3 separate regions of the Mus musculus genome follow, and all the other regions are linked to region 1. Evidence: chromatin contacts called from public HiChIP or PLAC-seq and promoter capture Hi-C data. All regions are on one chromosome and are shown on one strand. The core of a region is the stretch at or near the end of the contact, and the rest is flanking DNA. Distances in the headings are between cores, read along the strand shown. Region 1 overlaps Usp36 (ubiquitin specific peptidase 36). Region 2 overlaps Afmid (arylformamidase). Region 3 overlaps Tk1 (thymidine kinase 1).

Evidence for each region. HiChIP or PLAC-seq counts read pairs in DNA pulled down with a chosen protein or histone mark. Capture Hi-C pulls out chosen DNA fragments and counts their contacts.
Region 2: a contact with region 1 is called in an H3K27ac HiChIP or PLAC-seq map of hepatocytes, with 3 times the contacts expected there. The contact joins two enhancer-like sites. A contact is called at or near these places in 1 of 39 promoter capture datasets (embryonic stem cells), 10 of 115 datasets of contacts at active chromatin or transcription factors (embryonic basal ganglia, embryonic hindbrain, embryonic stem cells and 5 more) and 1 of 9 other capture datasets (liver).
Region 3: a promoter capture Hi-C map of liver shows a contact between it and region 1. The contact joins two enhancer-like sites. A contact is called at or near these places in 4 of 39 promoter capture datasets (embryonic stem cells, liver and pre-B cells), 2 of 115 datasets of contacts at active chromatin or transcription factors (bone marrow-derived macrophages and pancreatic cancer cells) and 1 of 9 other capture datasets (liver).

Annotation. Positions count from the first base shown.
Region 1 is chr11:118,264,207-118,268,734 of GRCm38.p6, reverse strand. Usp36 (ubiquitin specific peptidase 36) reads left to right here. Exons shown (of 21, transcript NM_001033528.1): 14 at 1-191; 15 at 803-933; 16 at 3,495-4,037. Among named protein-coding and RNA genes, the nearest start is that of Cyth1, 18 kb to the right of the region's middle. Within about 2 kb of position 2,249, at least 27 of the 459 cell types and tissues checked have an H3K27ac peak or open chromatin away from gene starts, as enhancers often do. A contact at or near this core is called in hepatocytes and liver, where this site is marked.
Region 2 is chr11:117,835,080-117,839,545 of GRCm38.p6, reverse strand. Afmid (arylformamidase) reads right to left here. Exons shown (of 11, transcript NM_027827.3): 7 at 4,304-4,401; 8 at 3,965-4,043; 9 at 3,739-3,880; 10 at 3,034-3,138; 11 at 1-1,053. The coding sequence ends at 1,021. Among named protein-coding and RNA genes, the nearest start is that of Tk1, 11 kb to the right of the region's middle. Within about 2 kb of position 2,990, at least 23 of the 459 cell types and tissues checked have an H3K27ac peak or open chromatin away from gene starts, as enhancers often do. A contact at or near this core is called in hepatocytes and liver, where this site is marked.
Region 3 is chr11:117,817,173-117,821,558 of GRCm38.p6, reverse strand. It overlaps Tk1 (thymidine kinase 1), which reads left to right. Exons shown (of 7, transcript NM_009387.2): 5 at 4,368-4,386. Among named protein-coding and RNA genes, the nearest start is that of Afmid, 6.6 kb to the left of the region's middle. Within about 2 kb of position 2,893, at least 14 of the 459 cell types and tissues checked have an H3K27ac peak or open chromatin away from gene starts, as enhancers often do. A contact at or near this core is called in liver, where this site is marked.

The sequences.
Region 1 (4,528 bases), core at 1,000-3,499:
GCAGAGCTGCGCATGCCTGTGATTCTCAGGGAACAAACTGTCCCACCGCTGGCCATCCCAAAGCGCTGTTGAATGGAGTAGATGCCAAGATGGTGAAGTTGAAGTCCCCGGCCCTGAGCAGCACCACAACCGAGCCCACAAGCCTCATGTCTCCTCCACCAGCCAAAAAACTGGCCCTGTCAGCCAAGAAGGTGGGTGTGTGGGGGTCTCCTCTCTGAAAGCGCCCTGGGGCTGGAGATGTGAGGATAGGATAGGGAATCACAGAGGACTTCAGACCCTGGCACCAGAGTGCCTGCTGGTATTCCCTGCGGTTTGCAAGCTGAGAAAGGACTGTTTAAGGGGAAGATTGCTTTGAGGGGATCCCAGTTATTCAGTACCTCAGATTGTTGGTAGTCATGTCTGAGAGGACTAACCAGTTTTCTATGATGGAGTCTCCTAGCTGAGCCGCCACAGGGCACTCAGAGACGGACAGCTGCCCGGGCTGGGGGTGGGGGTGGGGAGGTAGGGAGGCTGAGGAGGAGCCGCCCACCCCTAGCTTGTGGGGCGTGAGCAGTGTGTGGGCTTGCGGCGGGATGCTTGTTGAAATGTCCTGTCCTTTTCCTTTTTATTTCTAACCAACAACACTCTGGTTCTTCTTCTGCTGTCCCCTCTCTCCACCAACCCCACCCCCACCCCTTTTTTTTTCTTCTGTCCCTTCATCTTTTTGGGCTCATTTTATTTTATTTTCCATTTTATTTTCCCTCTTCACTCACGGACACCTTTTTTTAGACCACCAAGTTTTTATTTATGTCAATAACTGCAGGCCAGCACCCTGCGGAGGGCGACCGGCAATGACATCGGTTCACCTTCCCCCTCAGCATTCTGCGACCTCACCTCCCCCATGAAAGCCACCCACCCCGTCGTTGCCTCCACTGGGCCTGTCAGTAAGACCAGGTGAGCTTGGGGGCAGGCCCTGGGTGCGGCTCCTTCCCTCCTGTGCTTCTGTGCACCTGGCTGCTGAGGAGCCCTGGGTCGCCGAGGACAGAGGCCTCTCCTGTCCATCCCTGTCTGGAAAAAGAACTGCAGTGAGGCCGAGTTGTCGGTCTTCAGAGTCTTGGCCTCTCGCCTGCCTGCCAGTCTACCCCAGGAACATTGAAACCTGGAGCACTGCACTGTCCTGGCTTTTGACCCCTCAGGCCCTGTGATCATAGGAGCCCTGCAGGGACATCTTTCCTGTCAGCGTCATCCCTCATCTCTTGGCTGCTGGCTGCGTGCCAGGCCTAGAGAAGGAGGACTGGGTTCTCGAGTGCTATACCATCGTCCAGGGCCTTTAATTTCATCCATGGGTGATCTGACCCAGTAAGGGGCCGGACTCCATGGTGCCTGCATCCCTTAGGAGTGCTGAGTGACAAGATGTGAGGACTCTTGACACTCAGTCACCCGGGTCCCTGGGGCCCAAGCGCCACAGCAGCTGGGACACAGGAACTAAGAGAGAGCACAAGTGAGGCTCTGTGGTGCTGTGGGTTCCTCCTCTTCCCACTGAGTCAGCCGGTCCTAGAAGGTTGTGACATGATATTCATGGCTGCCACTATCCCCACCATGAACATGCATGCGTCCTGTCTCTAGCATAACATTTGTGGGGTGTCCTTAAGTGTTAAGGTCCCTAAATGTTGGAGCATTAGGGGGAGTTGTTCATTTTTTCTGTCAAGTTTTATTCGTTTGAGACGGCCTTACCATATAGATCAGCCTGCCTCCTGAGCGCTGAGGTTCAAGCTGTGCACCACCACACTTGGCGCAGTAGGTCTGTTTTCATTAGGATTTAGATCTGTATGTATGAATATTTTACCTGCAAGTATTCCGTGCACCACGTGTGTGCCTGGTGTCCACAGAGGTCAGAAGAGGGAGCTGGAGAGACAGGATGTGGCCCACTGGATGGTTGCTGCACACTGAACCTGGGTTTTCAGCAAGAGCAGCAACTGCTCTTACCTGCTGAGCCATCTTTCCAGGCCAAGTGTAAATGTGCGTCTCTGTGAGGGTCTTGTGTGTGTTGGGTGGCAGGGGTGGAGACAGGCTTTTTCTATATAACAGCCCTGGCTTTCCTAGAACTGGATGAGTAGACCAGGCTGGCCTCTTAAACTCAGAGAGCTCCACTGGAGTCCTGGGATTAAAGGTGCTCGCCACTGCCCCTGCCAGTGTAAACCGTTGTTAAGCTCTGGCAGACACTTGGAGTGACGCTAGTGCAGGCTGCGCTCAAGTCTGCTCTGGCTGGCGTGATGGCAGGGACAGGCTCCAGGAGTTCGCAAGCCTGAGGTGACGGCCCAGATGTGCCCTGTGTGCTCAGCCCCTGCCCTACTTCTCTTACAGCATTTGCCTTTGTGAAATTGGGTTTCCACTCTGCACCCCCAATTCAGAGGAACATCACTGTGTATGATGCTTGGCTCTTTTTGCTGTTCTTGGGGTGTTCAGTCCCCAAAGGAACATCTACAGCTTCTGGAGAGTAAAAGATAAATCTCACAGGATGCTGCTGGGTTTGTTTTGGTTGGTTGTTTTTTCTCAGTGACATTTCCCCTCTTAACACATTTGAGGTGGCAATCTGAAACGTTAGGGTTTAGTCTCTTCGTTTTGCTTTTCAGTTGTTGTTACTGTCTCCGTGTTTTGAAGGAGGGCTTTTGGTTTGGTGTAGGTTTTGGGACAGGGTCTCAGCTCTACCACCCTGGCTGGCCAGGAACTCCCAGAGATCCGCCAGGTTCTTCCTCCAGGTGCTGAGCTTGATGCTCCTGTCGGGTGCCCCCGTCTGGCTCACTGTGGCCCATGTGTTGGAGGATAACCTTGACCTTCTGCTCCTCACACCTATTCCTGGCTCTGGGATTGGAAGCGTGTGCTGCCACGTGCCACCATGCGCATTCTTATGCTGACTGAGCTTGGTTTGCGTTAGACACGTGTTTTATAGTGTTTGTCTGTTGTAAGATAAGCTGTCCTGTGGGTCAGACTTCAGCTCATTTAGTAGTAAAGGCCATGAGTCCTTAGCGTGCTTGAGGTGCCCCGTGACAGTGCTTACTTGGCATGGCCGAGGTGTTTGGTTTCATTTTCAGCACCACTTTAAAAAAAATGCTTTGTAACAAGAAACTGGGATGTATTGCTTTTATTAACTTTGATTTTAGGTAGATTTATTTCCTTAGCCTGGCTTAAAAAAGCATGGAGTGTGTGTATGTGTGTGTGTCTGTCTAAGAATTAGAGAGACAAAGTAACCTTTTAAAATTCGAGAGTATGTCTGGCATACTGGAATTCACCTTTCATCCCAGCACTCTGGAGGCAGAGGCAGGCTGATGTCTCTGTGAGTTCGAGGCCAGCCTGGTTTACGGAGCTAGTTCAAAGACAGCCAGGGCTGCACAAACCTTGTCTCAAACCCCACATCTGCACCAAACTCTTAGGTGTGAAGGCGGCTGGGTGGGGTCAGGAGAGAGGTGGCACGTGGGCAGATCTCCTGAGTGACTCTCTCTGTCCACCGTCTACAGGACTGCTGCACCTGCCCCCCGACCGTCCACCCACCCCCACTCTGCATCTCTGTCCAGTAGTAGTGCCAAGCCCTTAGGGACATCAGAGCCACAGAGCTGCCGCCCCTCTGCCTGGACACCCCTGCCTCAGGTCAATGGACACTTCACGTCCCACTTACACCAACTGCCAGAGGCCAGCGAGGCCCTACACAGCCCCTCCAAAAAGAGGAAAAAGACCCCTAATGGAGATCCCCAGAGACTGGGCATCGACACGCTCCTCCCACAGTGCCTCAGGGGAGCACCTGCAGCAGCACGCAGGAAGAGAAAGAAGAGGTGCTCGGAGGGTGAGGGTGCCACAGCTCCCAAGCAGGAAGGCCAATTTCAGGACCAGTCTTGGAGTTCCGGGAGCCAGAAGGAAGAGGGTACGCAGCCCCAGGTAAATGGCCATCAAGTGAGTCACATTCTGGACAGTTACCATGTGAGCAGCAGGAAAAGGAGGAAGAGGAAAAGATCGGAAGGACTCAGCCAGGAAGCCACCCCGTCGCAGGACCTAATTCAGCACAGGTAAGGGCGTGGCTGGGATGTACTCGAGGCCTTCCCAAGTGGTGTGGATTAACAAGGTTGCAGCAGCATTCCGTGTGTGCAGTGTACCAGCTCTGGATAGAGCAAGAGGACCACATGATGTCTCTAACATCATGTGTAAGTGTGTCACTCTGGACAACAACCCTCATACAGCACAGCCAGTCGGTGTGGAGCCAGTCACCAGCACACGGCAATGTAGGCAGTTCTCCCGGGGATGCTAGGGTAGAGCGCTGGTTGGTTGTCTGTCTTCTGTACACTGGTGTGAGGGTGTCAGATCCTCTGGAACTGAAGGCACAGGTAGTGGTGTGCAGCCATGTCAGTGCTGGAGACTGAACCTGAGTCCCCCGAAGAGCAGCCAGTGCTCTTCACCATTGAGCCATTGAGCCACGTCTCCAGCCCCACTGTGGTTTTATTCTAAATAGTTACCACTTTTTGTTCTTTTGTTTCATTTATTGCTGTCATGCATGTGCAGA
Region 2 (4,466 bases), core at 1,741-4,240, 430 kb after region 1:
GAGTGGTAGCTATGAGAACCCAATAAAGTAGGCAAGAAGTATGGCTACAGCCCACACCAGCTGTTTCAGAAGGCCCAGTGGTGTGCTGCAGGAATAGTTATCAGGTCTGGTAGAGCCTGCTACACACAGGTCTTTGTGCGGGTGGCCTCTCTGGGCTGGTGCAGTTCTAAGTAAATCCTTGTTAGTTCATACAGCAGGCACAACATGGACTCTTTTTATCACCATCATCATGTATGTGTGGTGTGTATGCTAAGATACACACACATGGCAGCCAAAAGACAATTTGGGGGAGTTGGTTGTTTCCTTCCATATGGATCCCCAAGGACCAAACACAGGTTGTCAGGCTCAGTGCCAGGCACTCTGATCTGCCAAGCCATCTCTCCAGTCCCTTTTCTTTTTGAGACAGGGTCTAGCTATGTTGTCCAGGATGGTCTTGAAATCACAAGCAATTCTCTTGCTTCAGTGTTGGGATTCAGGTATACACTGGGCCTGTCTCTGTCTCTTCTCTTTTCTTTCTTTTTTCCTTGTTAGTATCAGGTTTCCTTGTTGAAACCCAGGATCGTATGCATGGTGGTCAGGCTTTCTACCAGCGAGCTACGTCCCCCAGTGTTTGGTTGGTCTGTCTGTCTGTCTTCATTTCTTTTCCCCACCCCACCTTCTCTTGCAGTAGGAGATAGGCAGAACTCCAGCACTCAGCTACAGCCTCAGCCCCAGCCAGTCCACACTGATACTGCTAATTGGCACAGAAAGCCAGCCAGAAGTTAATGGCAACTCCCTGTCAGCAGGCAGGGGTGGGGTGGAGGGTGGGGCAGACTTGGCCAGGTGGTGGCTGTGTGCATTTTCCAGTAACAATCTGCAGGCTTTCCCTGGGCCTCCATCTGGGTGGGGTGAAGAATGGCAGGAGAGGAGATTGTGTTCACAGCAGGGAGACTGTACAGGGTGGACAGGCAAGGCAGTGTGAGATGGAGCCTCTTTTCTGAAGGCTCTCTGAGGTGCATACAGAATGGGGACTGGGTGTCCTCACAGCTTCTGGAAGACTGTTTTCAAAATGATCTGCAGGAGGAAGAGAGGACAAGAAAGGCCAGGAATGGATGGCTATCTGAATAAAGAAACAGTTGTAGGTGCTGGCACACACCTTTGCTCCCAACACTTGGGAGGCAGAGGCAGGTGGACCTCAGTTCCAGGCCAGCCTGGTCTACAGAGTGAGACCCTGTTTCAAAATAAATAGACAAACAAGTAAATAAAAAGGTCTAAGCTGGTCCTGTGGGCCAACAGGATCCTGAGGCAGAAGGGCTACAAGTTCAAAACCAAAGTGGGATGGCTCAGTGGATAAAGGTGCTTGCCACCAAGTTGACTGCCTGAGTCTGATCCCAGAATCAAACTGAAGAGAATAACCAAGTCCCGCAAGTGAGCCTCTGACCTCCACCATCCAAACAGAGTAGACAGGAAAGCATAAGGAAGGGGTTAAAAGCCTGCCTGGTCTACTTAGGAAGAGCCTGTCGCTCAACTTAGAAGTATGGACCAGGGCTGGTGAGATGGCTCAGTGGGTAAGAGCACCCGACTGCTCTTCCGAAGGTCCGAGTTCAAATCCCAGCAACCACATGGTGACTCACAACCATCCATAACGAGATCTGACAACCTCTTCTGGAGTGTCTGAAGACAGCTACAGTGTACTTTACATATAATAAATAAATAAATCTTAAAAAAAAAAAGAAAAAAAAAAAAGAAGTACGGACCAAGAGGTGGCTCAGCTGGGGAGACACCAGACATATTCCCAGAACCCACAGAGGTCGGGTGCAGGGGCCCAGATCTGACTCTAGAGCTGGGGTGGAGAGCAGAGATAGGTGGAACCCTGAACTCCCTGGCCAGCAGCAGCCAGCCTGCCAAAAGCAATGAGCTCTGGGTTCCATGAGATGCCCTGTCTAAAAAACGTGTGGGGCTGGAGAGAAGGCTGGAGAGCACCGACTGCTCTTCCAGAGGTCCTGAGTTCAATTCCCAGCAACCTCATGGTGGCCCACAACCATCTGTAATGGGATCTGATGCCCTCTTCTGGTGTGTCTGATTGACATTGTATGTAAAATAAATAAATAAATCTTAAAAAAAAAAAAAAAGGAGTGTCTGAAGCAGATGCCGTATGTCAACCTCTGGCCTCCACATGTACATGCGTACACATGCATACACACACACACACACACACACACACACACACACAGTGTTCAATTCCCAGCACCTCAAAATAAAATCAAGCTAGTCAGGTGCCCTTCCCTACTTCCGAAGTGGGGGAAAAAGAAAAAGATTATCACCTGTCAGATGTGTGGCAACAATTTTCTATTTATCCTTTGCCCCCCTCCCCTCAAATGGATTCTCTGTGTAGTCCTGGCTGTCCTGGAACTCGCTTTGTAGACCAGGCTGGCCTCAAACTCAGAGATCCGCCTGCCTCTGCCTCTCAGGTGCTGGGACTAGAGGCGTGCGCCACCACACACAGCGTCATCCCTTTAAGAGAACTATTTATTTAGTGGATGTTCACACACCGTGACACACGCGTGGAGGTCAGAGGACAACTTGCAAGAGCTGGTTTTCCCCTTCCACCGCCTGGGTCCTAGGGGTCAGCCTCAGCTTCTCAGACACCATAGCAAGTCCCTTTCTTTATCCACTGAGCCATCTTGCCGGCTTCTCTGAACTGTTTATGGTACTCTCTGTGTCAGAGCCGTAACAAGTCTGATACAGTTGTACACACCTCTAACCTCAGCGCCCCAGGAGACTGAGGCAGGAGGATCACTACAAGTTTGTGGGCAGCCTGATCTATATTTTAAGTCCCAGTCCAGCCAGGGTTATACAGTGAGACATTGTCTCAGCAACAACAATAATAAACAATAAACACTCGCCACATGCCCTTCTGTGGAGCCGGCTTTGGCTTTTCCATCTAGGCACTGCCAATCTTTCCCTCTGCTCTTGACGCCCAGGCCACGCCCATGTGTGGGCGTGGGATCCACGCTGTCCATTTAGAAAGACTGTTGTGGGGGTTAGCCCCACCTGGGTGAGCACGTCATCCTCCCGGGTCAGATTCTCTATGATGTCAAAGTGATCCACACCACGCAGCTGCTGGAAAGAGGCCTTCCATCCCACGCGGAGAAGTGTCTGGATAGAAATGAGGGGGCGGGGCATGAGAGTGCGGCTGAAGTGGTGGCTCTCAGTAAAAGGCAGGTTTTTTTGAATGGCTTTGTTGAATGAGGGAATGACCGTCCTGGGGTCCGCTAGACAGAATATGTCTATTTATTACAGTCCTGGGGATTGCACCAGAACTTTGTTTATGCTTACCAAGCCCATTACCATCGAGTTATACCCTAACCTTTCTTTCTTTAATTTTTGTTTTGTTTTGTTTTGTTTTTCGAGACAGGGTTTCTCTGTGTAGCTCTGGCTGTCCTGGAACTCACTTTGTAGACCAGGCTGGCCTTGAACTCAGAAATCCGCCTGCCTCTGCCTCCCCAGTGCTGGGATTAAAGGCGTGCACCACCACGCCCGGCTTCTTTAAATTTTATAACAGGGTCTTACTAAGTTCCTTAGAGCCTTGAGCTCTCTTTAAAGCACACCCTGACCACATGATCCTCTTGCCTCAGCCTCCGGAGTAACTGGGAGTCCACGTGTGCACCAACAGGTCCAGCTCATTTGGGCAGAATAACGAGGGAGAGGAGACCACATGATGCTGAACCCGGGGTCATAGCTGGCTGTTAGCAGTACCTCGTAGAACTCCTTGGACTGCCGGTGGAACTCTGGGGAGTCATGCTGACCCACAAGCACCAGCACAGGGCAGGCTGGAGCCACAGGCTGTGCTGGAACCACATCCAAGTGTCGCTGTGGACTGTTTCTCTGAGCATCTTCCCTGGGATGGGACAGTGGTGGGGTCAGGACAGAGGGGAGACAGGCCTCGGGTGGGTGCCGGAGAAAGGAAGGGGTGATAACTCACAGGGTCATGCGCAGAGGGTCATTCTGGGAGGTGGCTATGAGGGGCTCCAGGTCGTAGATCCCACTCACCAGGAGAAAGCCTATGAAGGTGAGGAGCTCAGGCCAGCAGCCAGGCCTGGTAAGACCAACCTGCCCACCCTCCAGGCCAGAGAGGAAGACCAGGACTGTGGGCAGAGGCAAAGAAGGGTCTCCTCTACTCAAGTTATCAGCCTTTCAACCAGCTGCTCTACCCTCTCACTGCTCCAGAGAGGGTATGAGCTGCCTGGCCAGCTCCTCCCATACCCACAGAAACCTTACAGGTTGGATGCCAGCCTGGGCTACCTGACAAACAATAAGAAACCTTGGAGGTTGGGTGTGACGCCATGCTTGGTCCAGCGGGCCAGGAGCACCATAGCAGCCAGGTGAGCTCCCGCAGAGTGTCCGCAGAGGTAGATTCCCCTGGGTGAGACAGAGACCCGGATTACGGCTAAGGCATTTCCCTAAGGCATCAGAAGTCCCGGTCT
Region 3 (4,386 bases), core at 1,644-4,143, 450 kb after region 1:
TCCACCAGGAAGAGCAAGGACAGAGGCCTCTAACACTTAACATCATAGAGGTTTCCAAGAGTATTTGTTGATGTACGGTAAGGTAATGCTGTGATCCCTGTACTTGGGAGACTAAGGCAGGAGGAAGATCAGGAGTTCAAAGCCAGCTTTAGCTATAGAGTAAGACCTCGTCTCAAACCAAAAATAGGGCCAGTGAGACGGCTCAGTGGGTAAAGGAGCTTGCTGCACAGCCTGGCGACCTGAGTTTAAGCCTAGAACTCATGAAAGGGTAAAAGCAGGAATCCGCCTCCTCAGAGTCGACCTCTGACCTCCACATGTGAGCGCCCACCCCCATGCATCATACATAGTAATAGACATTTAAAAACAAGAAGTGGGCTGGAGAGAAGGCTCGGGTGTTAAGAGCACTTGCTTACTGTGCAAATGACCCAACTTTGGTTCCCAGCACCCGCATTGGGCTGCTTTTAACCCCAGCTCAGGGTCTCTCCTGGCCTGTGCGGGCATCTACACACATGCACGCACACATACCTTACATAGACACATACACATAATTTTTAAAAATTTTAAAGAGTTGTCGAAGATAACATATATGTCCCAAGCATGCAACCTGTGGCAACATAATAAACCACTCAATAAATAATCCCTCAGCCGGGCGTGGTGATGCACGCCTTTAATCCCAGCACTCGGGAGGCAGAGGCAGAAGCAGGTGGATTTCTGAGTTCGAGGACAGCCTGGTCTACAAAGTGAGTTCCAGGACAGCCAGGGCTACACAGAGAAACCCTGTCTTGGAAAACAAAACAAAACAAAAGAAAAAGAATCCCTCACTGTCCTGTGGCTGCAAGTGGCTTGTTCACAAAGGTGGATGATGGCCCCGGGTGGCCTGTGGTTTGGGCCAGAGCCTCGATGTCACTTGCTGACTTTCTGTTGGACTCTGTGTGGCTCTCTGGCCGCCCACTCTCATGCTCTACCCTGGAAGGAGCCAGGCTGTTTGGGTTTAATGGAGGAGGGGTCCCAGTCTGCCCTATGTGTGCCCTCAACCCCCAGATAGAGTGAGGCAGCTCCGGCTGTGGCACTCTAACCGTGCTCTTGGCACCTGCCCATCCACCAGGATGTGCCAGATCTGTTTTGTCCTCAGAGGTAAGTCTTGGAGCAGGATGGCTGTGGAGATGTTGACTTAGGGTGCAGCTCCCCGCCTCAGGCCTGCCGCAGTGGCCTGCTTACTAGCTATGCTCTCCTGGTGTTCCCGGAGGCCCAGCCGACTCCCTAGGCTTGCCTTCCTTTCTCAGCTCTTCCTGATCAGTAGATTCGTACCCAGGTCTGGCACCAGTCTAGCAGTTGCTCCAGCCCTGTTCCCCATCCTAGCCTATAAGAGAGATTTATTTCTATGCTTCCCCCTTATGATTAAGAAAAACTAGTTCATTTAGTGGATACTTTGATTTCTGAGATAGGTCTTGTTTTGTGGTCCGGGCTGGATTAGAACTCAGCTCCCTGAGTCCTGGGATTGCGGTCATGGGCCCTCACACCAGCTTCATATAAACAACACAGTTCTTGCATGCTTCTGCCCCAGTCTCTAGAACCTGCTCTTTATACTAAGTTCAGGATCTCCCCACTGCAAAACAAAAGGGCTGCCCTTCCTTCCATGTCCTTGCCTTAGACAGTGGGTGGAGGGTCCTTTAGGGTCCCTGAAGCCACAGCTGAGGATATAGAGCTTTCCCTGTGTTCATTCACCAGCACCAGGGCCCACGGGCTTCTGGGCAAGAGAGAAGCTTGCATCTTCAGGGACTTTGTGTTTCCTTTCTGTTTGACACAGTAAGGACAGGCTCAATCTAGGACACAATAGGAGCACACCAGAAAGAGGAGGCTTGTCACATCAGTGTCTTTGAACCAGGAACTACTGGGAATGCCCTGCCAGTTCAACATCGTGGGTTCTAAAACCTGCCTCGGAGCAAACACTAGTCATGGAGCAGTGGTATTCCGAGAGGGGGTTGGGGGAAGGAGAGGGCTCCCGTGGGTCTTCTGGCAGAAGGGTTGGAGCCTGGAGGGAGGGCAGTGCCTGTCTGGCTGCTTCTGGCATAAACTGTGCCTGTTTTGTCGATGCTCAGGTGAGACGGCGGAATGGGTCTATATTCATGCTGGCCAGGGTGCCTTGCCTGATGTTGGCCCAAGAGATTATGTTCAGTCAGGGCCAGGACTCTGACGAGTGCCAGCCCAGCCTGGACGCTTCTAATTATACATGTGCGTTTTTATAGAGCAGGCCATGTCACATGCTGTGACTATTGTGGGGATGGCTGGGTCCAGGGACCAATCACATTCATTCCAAGTTTCTGCCCTTTGGCTGTGGCATTCTCTGTCTGGAGACAAATCTGGAGCTTCCAGCTCACCTCTGTTGATAGACTGGGAGGGACTGGGGACGAAGAGAAAGGCTAGAACACTAAGGCGTGGAGCAGGAGTGTGCTCAAGAAAAGGTCTGAGGAACCAGGCAGGGTGGCAGACCTGCACACTCAGCTCCACGAACACTGAGACAGGAGATTGCTTTGAGTACCAGGCCAGCCTGGGTTACACGGTAATAACCAATCAAAAGCAAAAGATGGAAGAGATGGGGAGACAGAACAGTGAGGCCTTGGCTCTGCAGGCGTGAGTCCCTAGCACCCCTGTAAAATGCTGGGTATAGCCACGTGTCCATAACCGCAGTACTAGGGAGGCAGAGGCAGGCGGGTCCCTGGAGCTCCCTGTCGCCCATCTGAATGGCTGTGGTCTAGATTCAGTGAGAGTCCTATCTCAAACAAAGAAGGTAAAGAACTATTAAGGAAAATGCCCAGCCTTGCTGGGCAGGGGAGAGAAGCCTGGGTCTTGATTCTAGGGAGACACTGTGCTATTGAAGGTTGGCCGGCCTGAGTGACCCCGGAGGGCAGCTATCCCTGCCAACCTGCTCCTGCCTCGCACATCTCATTGCCAAGAGCCATTCTCTCTCACGTGGGATTTCTTGGTGGGAAAATGCCAGTGTAACCTCATGGTGCTTATTCTCTGGGTTTTCACTTAGGCTCTCCCTCCACCCGTCCATGGGGGCTGAAGAGCGTGCGTGCGTGTGCGTGTTTATGGGTGCCTGCAGAGGCCAAAAGAGGATATTAGATCCCTTGGAGCTAAGCTATCTGATGTGGGTACTGGGAATTGAATTCTGGTAATCTATAGGAACGAGTCATACTTTTAACTGCTGAACCATCTCCCCAGCCCTGTATGTTTTGGGACAGGATCTCATAGCTTTGAACTTTGTAATCCTTCTACCTTCAAAGTACTGGTATTATGGTGTTGGACACTGTGTCTGGTTCATTTATTGCTGGGGGTGGAGCCCAAGGCTTCATGCACACTGGGTAAGCTCTCTTCTACCAACTGAGCTACCTGGTCTGCTCCTGAAATGTATGAGTGTTTGCTATTTTTATATGTATGTCTATCAAATGTGTGCAGTGTCCATAGAAGCCAGAAGAGGTCACCAGGGCCCCTGGAGCTGAAATTAACATATGGTTGTAAGTGACCATGTGGCCCTGGCAACTGGGTCCTTTGCAAGAGTGGCACGTGCTCTTTCCTGCCGTCCACCCCGAGTTCTCTCTCTGAAAGCCCATTTTAAACATGAGCTGTGTTTAGCTTCTAAGTCTGCCCTAACAGAAGTCAGCAAGGACTTTAAGCCCAGAGCTTTGTGCACTGACCGTTCTGGAAGGAAGAGACCCTTGGTGTTGGCAGGGCCGCTTCCTTCCAGGAACTGTAGGGGAAAGTTCTAGCCTGGTGGCTCTCAACCTTCCTAACTGAGACCTTTAATACAGTTCCTCGTGTGGTGACCCCAGCCAGAAGATTATTTTTGTTTCTTACACTCTTGCCTCTCACCCCCTTGCTCCCCATTCCCTTCCCCCACTCTCCACATGGTCATGGTCGGCCCCCATGTCTCTATTCTCTCCTTTCTGCTTTTCTCTGCCTCTGCTACTCTCTCAACTCCCCTCCTCATGGCCTAAATAAACTCTATTCTATATATTTTTGTTGCTACTTAATAACTATGATGTTGCTGCTGTTATGAATCATAATGCAAATATCTAATATGTGACCCCTGTGAAAGAAAGGGTCGTTCAGCCCCCGGGGGTCGTGACCTGCAAGTTGAGAGCTGCTGTTCCAGCCTCTCTGGTGTGTAGAGGCCTCTCTCAGATGCTGGATGGAGCCTGCTGGCAAGCTCTGGGTAGCAGTGGGCAAGTGGGTGGGATGTCTTAACAGGACTGGCGGTGTGGTCTGGTCTCCGGCTCTGGGCTTACCTGCATGCTCAGCTCCCCCACGGTCTTCGTGAGGCCCTTGCCTGGGGCAGCTCACCTCATCCTCTGGACTTTTCCCAGTTTCCTGACATTGTGGATT